Linked DNA regions of Hordeum vulgare: region 2 is linked to region 1. Evidence: chromatin contacts called from public Hi-C data. All regions are on one chromosome and are shown on one strand. The core of a region is the stretch at or near the end of the contact, and the rest is flanking DNA. Distances in the headings are between cores, read along the strand shown.

Region 1 (4,249 bases), core at 1,603-4,102:
GACAGAGGCGCGGCAACGGAGCTCCCGACGGCGCAGGTCAGCCCCTCTTCGTCGTCCTCCTCTCTTCTCTATGGCGGATCTGCTCCTCCCATGGCTGACCCACTACCACGCGCCCGCCTCCCATGACTGATGGCACGGCAGCCCCTCCCCCCACCCCGTGGAAGTTTCTTCTTCTAGCCCTTGTGGCCACCGTAACCTAATCCTCTAATCCCCACCTGCAGTGACTGCCCATCGCATGTGCTTGTATGTCGAGATTTTTTTCCTTTTTGCAGGTCAATGCATTTGAGCGGGTCCCCACTAAGCAGGAAGATCCAAAGCAATTCCAATGTATCGTATGGACATCCAAACAAGCTACAGAACTGAGCCTCTCATGCAAATTCCAAGTGTGAATTCTGAGCACATCTGAACAACAAAATTTGGGTTCAATGTCAATATCAAAGTCAGGAAGATTTGATATTGAGCCCAATTCAATTCCGTGGCCTTGAATATCAACATCCAAACACAACATTAAAATACTGAGTCAACACTGACGGGAAGGACGGGCATCTCCACAAAGTATGAAATAAATCCCAAAAATACGAGTACAAATGCTAAATCTAAAAAAACCTGACGAGATGGTTCTAACGCGAGTCTAAGAGCATCTCCAACACGCGCACCAGATTTGGCGTGCGTGGGAAATTACGTTGTTTTTTGCATGCGTGTGCCGCGTTGGCGCGTTCCAGTAAGTGAGGGAAAGTTAGGTGCGCTAAAAAATTTGCACGCGGGAAGAAGCGGCAACGCGCATGGCAGATTTGACGTGCGGTGTTCGACGCGCTCTATAAAACCCACGTGCGGGCGCCCGCCAACCGTCGTCTCCGTTGCCTTTCTCTTCGCCTCCGCCGATGCCTGGCCACCGCTGCGCCCTTCTTCTCCGCCTTCCTCGTCTCTCTCTTTACCCCTGCCACCTTCTTCCCTGACGTCGCCATGCCGTCGCGCTCCCAGAGCAGCTCGGGCTTCCTTGCCGTCCGCCACTGTCCCTTCGGCATGTTCTACCAAATTCGCTCCGATGACATGCGCCTCGGACTCAGCACCTTCGAGATCGCCCATGAGTCCGCCGACGCAAACGACGCGGCGGCTTGACGCCCCCAGCGTCCTCAAGCGACATTTTCATGTGACAGCGCTCGCACGAAGTCGTGCCTCCCCCGCGCGTGGTCACCGAGTAGGACCGCCGCGTCCAGGGCAATCGGGAGCGCCGCCTCTTGATCGGCAAGAGGACGAGGCCGCCATGGCAGAGTGGCGCGCCACCCAAACATTGTCGTAGTCGAGAATGGGTTCTGGGCGAGCAGGAGGGCGGAGCAAGCCGCGCAACGTCAGGAAAAGCGTAGGTGCAAGCTACTAGCGCTTTCCCAGATGGGGAACCCGGACACGACCTGGGACTCGAACGATGAGCGGTGGAAGGACGAGATGCTACCAACGACGGACTAAAGCAATGAGGAGGAGGAGGAGTAGTCTAGATGTACTTTATTTTATTAGTATGCTTTATGAATTTCAATTTGTTTGTTAGTTTGTATCTGAATTTCAATATTTGTTGATGAACTAGTTGATTTTTTTTGTATGTTTGAACACGCGCGATGTATTGAAGATTTGTTGTTGTGTTCCGCGCGTGCTGTAAATTTAACGCGTCTGCTGAAGTTATAACGTCGTGTAGTACTTTACAACGTCTAAAAGCAAGTACAATAAAGCTAAGTCAGCTGACTATAAGGAATAAACTAATATATTTTTGTTTAGTTAGAGGAAAGAGAAGAAGAGAGAGAAGGTAAGCGGGCTCTTAGCTAAGAGCCAGCTCTAGCATGCGCTCTTAGGCATTTTATGAGTATGAAAGGTGGACCATATAATAAAAAAGTAGTACACTTTTGCAATGAACTATTGTACATGTTGGCTATAAGACGGACTATAGATGACATGTCAATGGCTTATAGCCAGCAGCTGGCTATACTATTGTACTTGCTCTAACGGAGCAAACGTCCTGCTGCGCGTTAAAAATGATATTTCAATGCTGTAAAAATAATTTAAGGTGCCGCACGAAGATGCTCGAACTATGCGAGCTACACCAATTCGCACGACAGTGGTGGAGCATTCGGTATTGGTGTCCATATGGTCTCAAAAGCTCCTCGAACGACGTATCTCCGTGATATGACAGGCTTGGTACCCTATGTGTGACGTATTTTCTCTACTTTCGCGTTTCAAATCTGCATTGTCAATCCTCAAAAGAAAACCCAAATGATCAACTGGCGACTCACTCTGGTCTTAGTTGGGATGGTGATCCACCCCTTTTCTTTTGCCTTTTGTAATAAACGATGTAACACTGATGGCTAAGCAATAAAAAACCGAGGTTTCAAAATGGAAAAAGTAACACCGTCGACGTTTTTACATCAAGAATTGTCATACAAAAAAATTCCAGAAAACTAAAATTTATCATTTAAACAGAAAGTTGTCATGCTTCATAACAAAAGTTGTCATTCTCGGTTAACTAAATTTATTCTTAAAAATGTCAAGATTCAATTACTTTATGACACACGTATGACATTTATCAGGGTCCAAGAAAAAAAAACGCATTTCAAGTGGCCAAGAAATAAACATACGTATTTATACAGTCCACGTAGTCCATGATTCCTCGTGGGACTCTCACCGGTCATTTTCAGTGACTTTTTAGAGATCGATGACTGATCTGAAGCCACTGATACGCAATTACTCATCGGTAGGACTTCACGTAATAGGCAAATATTCTTATTTATATTCGTGGGAACAAGGGCTGGCCGGTACGAATAACGGCGCCAGTCCAGTCGTCGGTCTGGCCGGTAGCTTTGCATGCTTCAAGCACTCCATCAATCTATTTCCGTACCAGTCATATTCTGTCATCTATCAGACCTTTTTCTGTCCAGTCATTTGAACGATCTTGCTTATACTGTCAAGTCGCTTTGTACCTACCAGTTCCAAAGGTAGGGTTGACACTTAATCCTGCCGCGCCAATAGGCACCGTTTTGTGTGTGGAGCTCTGCTACACATATGTGTGTGTCTGTGTGTTTTGAAAATAAACCTTATATCAATTAATATAAAGACTGACAATCGATCATAATGCAATACGTCCAACTATTTTTATAGGAAAAAAACAAACATATTATACAAATTCATTAAAAATACAAAACATCTCATTCATAATAAAAACTAGAAGGGTCGTGCACACTGTGTTGATGCTTTTGTGTTATCCGGATGTCTCTAAAAATCGGTTTGACGCGAGAGGAAGGATGGTGTATGTTTTTTTTATAATGAGGTATTTTGGCTATCTCATGTATTATATTCAGCGGCAACGTGAGCCCCACGCAAGCTGGATCGTCGCCTAGGGCATGGACAAAAGTGGATTTTTTTTCACTGTTTTGATCCTAGGGGTGTAAGTTAATCACGCAACGAACTCGTTTCGAAAGAATTTCACGTTCTGACCCTTTTGAAAACGCCAGAAATCGTGGCGTTGCAGGCCTTATGCGAAACGCGAGTCTACTGGACGTTGCAGGCCTCATGTGCAACGCCAGTCTACTGAACGTTGCAGACCTTAGTAGAAACGCCAATGAGGCTGGCGTTGCAGGGGGGCTATGTAACTACCCCGCGCGCCCCTTCGTCCACCTCCTATTCTTTCCTTCTTCCTCCACGAAAAAGCTCTCCCTCCTCCTCCAGATCCCCCCTTCGATCTCCCTCCTCCCCCAACCGTTTTGTTGGTTCTTTGGGGCAAATCGAAGAGGCCGGTAAGCTCCTCCAATCCCTCGTCCTACGTGACCGGGATTGGAGGAGCTTACCGGCCTCTTCGATTTGCCCCAAAGAACCAACTAAAAGGTTGAGGGAGGAGGGAGATCGAAGGGGGAGATCTTGAGGACAAGGGAGAGCTTTTTCGTGCAAAGAAGAACAAGAGGAGAGGAGCAATGGAGGTTGGTGGGTGAGGGGGTCGGGGTGGCAGAATATAAAGGCAAGAAACGCCATAGCAACTGGCGTTTCACCTCAGGTCTACAACGCCACAATAGACAGGCGTTTCGCCTCAGGTCTGCAACGCCACATTAGACAGGCGTTCCTACGAAGGTCTGCAACGCCACTGTAGAGTGACGTTTCATAACAGGTCTGCAACGCCACGACCTATGGCGTTTCAAAAAAGGGTCAAAACATGAAATTCTTTCGAAACGAGTTCGTTGCGTGATTAACTTGCACCCCTAGGATCAAAATAGTG
Region 2 (4,364 bases), core at 468-2,967, 170 kb before region 1:
GAACCATGTGGTACGTTATCAGTTACTTTATCCTTCTCTAATGCATTAGTTTTGTTTTTATTTGTACTGCATGTCTATTTCATGGGCGTCAAGTCAAGGTCCGATGGCGCAGAGCACTAAGCTAGGAGTTGTCCTGTGCAGGATTTACTATCAAAATCAGTTAATTAGATAAGTATAGTACTCCCTCCGTTCCTAAATATAAGTCTTTTAAGATAATTCACTAGGAGTCAACATACGGAGCAAAATGAGTGAATCTACACTTTAAAGTATGTCTATATACATCTGTATGTAGTCCACTAGTGAAACCTCTTTAAAGACTTATATTTAGGAACGGAGGGAGTAGATATCTATTTGTTTAGGTGAGTAAATAGGCTTGAATAGAAGATAAGATATGGTTTGCTAGGGAAGGTGGGGTCCTGTTCTAGCATCAAGTTGAAACTTCCTATAGAAGTGACACTATGTACCGATATGGATGAGCCAATGAAAACAGGCATAAACTAGCAAAGAACTACTCCCCGTCTCCAACCTTCTCTTCCTCCCATCCCAGGTACCATGGCCAGCCAACCCTCGCTCCTTGTCTGTACCCTCAACCTTGCCACGTTCATTGGTCTAAGGATCAGAGCCAATCTTAGCACGTGGCAGTTCATAGGTCATATTCGTACAATCTTGTTCTGGAATTAGCAGAAATACCATGATATAGAAAGAAAATAAGTCAAGCTTCTATAATTCTTACCTCATTAATCATCCCCTTCTCAAATTCGGACCACGATGTTGGATGCTTGCTTTCTAGGAGTTCCTTCATGGACATTCTACAAAAAAATGTAGGATCAACTAGAACGGAATGCAGTATTGATAAAGTGGAAAACAAAAGACTTCAACCATACAGTAAATAAGATGCTAATTCAACAGATTCCTTGAGGTACTGAAACATGAGTATGTGCAGAATATAAAACATCACTAACGAATAGCCCTCAACAACCCATTACAGTACAGCCTTCTGTTTCACAGGTCTCTACTCTACTCTGCAATACTGAATACTAACTAATTTTTTTGGTACCACTCTTACATAGTAGTATTTCAATTAACTGGTGTATCGTTTAGCAATTCTTTAGTAAAATTGCAGTAATTCAGTAGCGGATACAACACAGCCTAAGTGAAATTGCTACATAATCCATGATCAAAACACCTAAAATCATCGACGCGACCCCGATTGGCCAGCTTCTTTGCCCACGTCACCACCAAGAACGGACCACGCATTCCGTCGAACATCTAATCGGCGGGGCATGCCTAGACCACACGAATGCATGAATATGAATGGATAGCGATAAACCAAGCTGAGGAATAAGGAGTAGGGGCATGTACGAAACTGGAAGAAGGAGGGGATGTGGTGGTAGAAGGGGTCGCGGACCACGGTGTCCATGACGTCGAATAAGAGCACCGGCATCTTCCTTGGGCGGGACGCCTCCGTCTCTGACGCCACCGCCGCCGCCGTGGCCGTGGCCGCGGGGGCGGGGGCGGGGGCGGAGGAAGACATGGCCGGCAATCGCAGCGAGGAGGAGGAAGCGCGGGCGGTGGGATTGCCGAGGGAGGCAAGGTAGGGTGCGCGAGGGAGCAAGGAGACCATCAAGGAAAGTGCTCGGCGAAGCTAGCAACAGGGCTGGAGGCCGACTGGAAACGACGGACAGAGTAGCAAAGACGCCCGTCCGCCACAAAATAATCCGTACGTGGTTTCGTTGGTTCGTAACCAGTTCCCACTGATCGTTAGAACCCCCTGACCGATTTTTTCCCTCCCTCCAAAAACCACCACCGGTTTTTTCATGCCCAAAAAAAAATGCTTGGTAACAGATAAAACAGCAATCTATCAAGGGGAGTGATCTGCGCCGGCACGCCGGCCCAAACTTTCGGCCGGCCGCGCGCGGGCCGCACGATCCACCAACCTCCACGCGTCCGCACCGTTGGATCCGCATGCAACATTTTTTTCCCTATACAAAAAAATTCGATTTGATGCAGCAATTTTTTCAACGGTTGCAACAAAAAACAAAATTTGTAGCAAAAAAAAATTGTACGTGATTGTAGCAAAAAAACGAAGCTGATGGTACGTGATAGCAAAAGTCAAACGTCGATTGTAACAAATATTTACGTGACGTGTATGCAACTTTTTTAGTGAACGGTTGCAGCAAAACATGATGCCGGTTGCAGCAAAAATTAACACGGTTGTAACAGAAGTAAAAAACATCGATTGTAATGAAAAATCCGACGAACTGGAGTTGCAACCAAACGTATATGCAACTTTTATACTAGGACAAAATATAGTAAAAAAAAATGCTTGCAGCAAAAATGACGCTGGTTGCAACAAATTTAGACGAAAAATGTTGCATCCATTGACCAACGAAGCGCGCGGGACGGAAAAAATGTTGCATGGACCAGCGCGCGAGGGGTGACCGGCGCGTCGGTTCGGCCGGCGCGCCGAATGAAAACGATTCCCATCTATCAAACCTTCCGTATAAACCAGCAATCATATGTCAATCATATCAAACACCAATTCCTTTCCATTTTCCGTTTGGCACCTCCCATGTCAAAAAAAACTTCCATATACAACACCAATCGCATACCAATCATCCCAAACATCAATCGACCATCAATTTCTTTCCACTTTCCGTCACACACTTTCCGTGTCAAAAAATGAACCTTCCATATACAACATCAATTGCATCCCAAACATCAATTGTTTCTTAAAACCGGGGCGGGCGAGGCTTGTTTCTCCGTCCTTCCAAGCCTCGGCGAGGATCATTGGAGGTTAGCATCCGAGCGGACGGGTGAGGCATGTCTTCCATTGAAGCGGGAAGCCTAGGTGCCGCCGCGATAGCGAGCCAAAGGTCAGCAGCCACAATCAGCGGTACCTTTATGTGTCCGAAGACTATAGTGGTCATAGTTCAGTTTACCCGAACACTAGGCTACAAATTATTAATCCCCATAGCTCCCCATGGTATCTTAAGTGCAAAATTGTGCCTTCGAGGCACATACTTTGTTGGAGGTGAGGTGCTGCTATGGGGAGAGTATCCCTATTTACCTGGAGTGATATGTAACTGCAACGGGGCGCAAGCTCGCTTATGCTCCTTGATGGTTAGCTTTGACTTGAGAGCCACGTCTCTGGCCTGTACTTCGGCTGCCAAAGTCGCGGTGTGTTCCTCGGTCCGGAGGGGTCGCTAGGTGTTACCATTGACTGTAGTGACACCCTTAGGTCATGGCATCTTCAGCTTGAGGTATGCATAATGTGGGACGAAATTAAAGAGAGTGAACGTTGTACAGCCCAAGAGTGCATGGTACCTGCTGCAGAAGGGGATAATGTCGAATATCAAATCTTCGCTATGAAAGTTTACTAAAAGAGCTCCTACTAGTAAAAAAGTTAATTCTATTGAAGAAATTGATGCTTTGAGTGATAAAGTTGATGCTTTTATGAAATTGGTTGCTAGTAAACATGATCCTATTGATCCTAATGATGTGTCTTTGTCTACTTTGATTGAGCAAAATAATGATCCTGTAGATATGAATTTTGTCTCGCGAAACAACTTTAATAATAATGCTTATTGGGGCAATTTTAATCCTAGGTCGTATCCTACAAGTTCTTCAAATAATTATGGTAATTCCTATGGTAATTCTCATAATAATAATGCTAGGATGCCCTCTGATCTTGATAATAATATTAAGGAATTTATCAATCCGCAAAAAGCTTTCAATACTATGATAGAAGCATTGATAGAATTTCGCATGATGTAGAAAATCTGGAGAATAAGTTTTTTCCTAAGGTTGATATTAATGAATCCGTTAAAGCTTTATATGTTTCTATAGATGAAAGTAAGAAAAGACCCGCTATGCTTAGAGCTAAACGAGCGTTTCTCGATTGCTTTCATAAAAATGATGAAGTTAAAATGTTTGGTGTTTCTTCTATCAATTCCCTGTTTAGTAATGTTAAAATTAATGATGAGGGAACTGAAGAAGAGTCAACTTTAGATAGAAGGCGTTCCCATGATTTGGAGGGTGAAAATCTTGTTGAAAAAAATGATAAAATTGGGATTGAAGAGGTCAAAACTTAGCTAGTGATGCACCCACAATTTCGGATTACAAATACTTTAATTTTGATAGTTGCTCTTTGATTGAGTGTATTTCTATGTTGCAATCTTTGATAAATTCTCCTAATGCCTATGAACAAAACAAAGCTTTCACTCAACATATTTCGAAAGCGGTAATAAAATCTTTGAAAGAAAAGTTAGAACTAGAGATTTCAATTCCTAGAAAATTATATGATGAATGGGAACCCACCATTAAGATCAAGATTAAAAAAATTGGGTGCTATGCTTTATGTT

What was found. A called contact is a pair of places that touch in the nucleus more often than the background predicts.
Region 2: a Hi-C map of leaf shows a contact between it and region 1, with 6 times the contacts expected there. The contact joins the promoter of LOC123447750 here to the enhancer-like site in region 1. A contact is called at or near these places in 2 of 6 Hi-C or Micro-C datasets (leaf and seedling).

Annotation. Positions count from the first base shown.
Region 1 is chr4H:36,180,389-36,184,637 of MorexV3_pseudomolecules_assembly, reverse strand. No RefSeq gene overlaps it. Among protein-coding and RNA genes, the nearest start is that of LOC123451123, 62 kb to the left of the region's middle. Within about 2 kb of position 2,852, at least 1 of the 3 cell types and tissues checked has open chromatin away from gene starts, as enhancers often do. A contact at or near this core is called in leaf, where this site is marked.
Region 2 is chr4H:36,352,928-36,357,291 of MorexV3_pseudomolecules_assembly, reverse strand. It overlaps LOC123447750 (flavin mononucleotide hydrolase 1, chloroplatic), which reads right to left and starts at 1,717. Exons shown (of 7, transcript XM_045124403.1): 1 at 1,368-1,717; 2 at 734-809. The coding sequence starts at 1,624.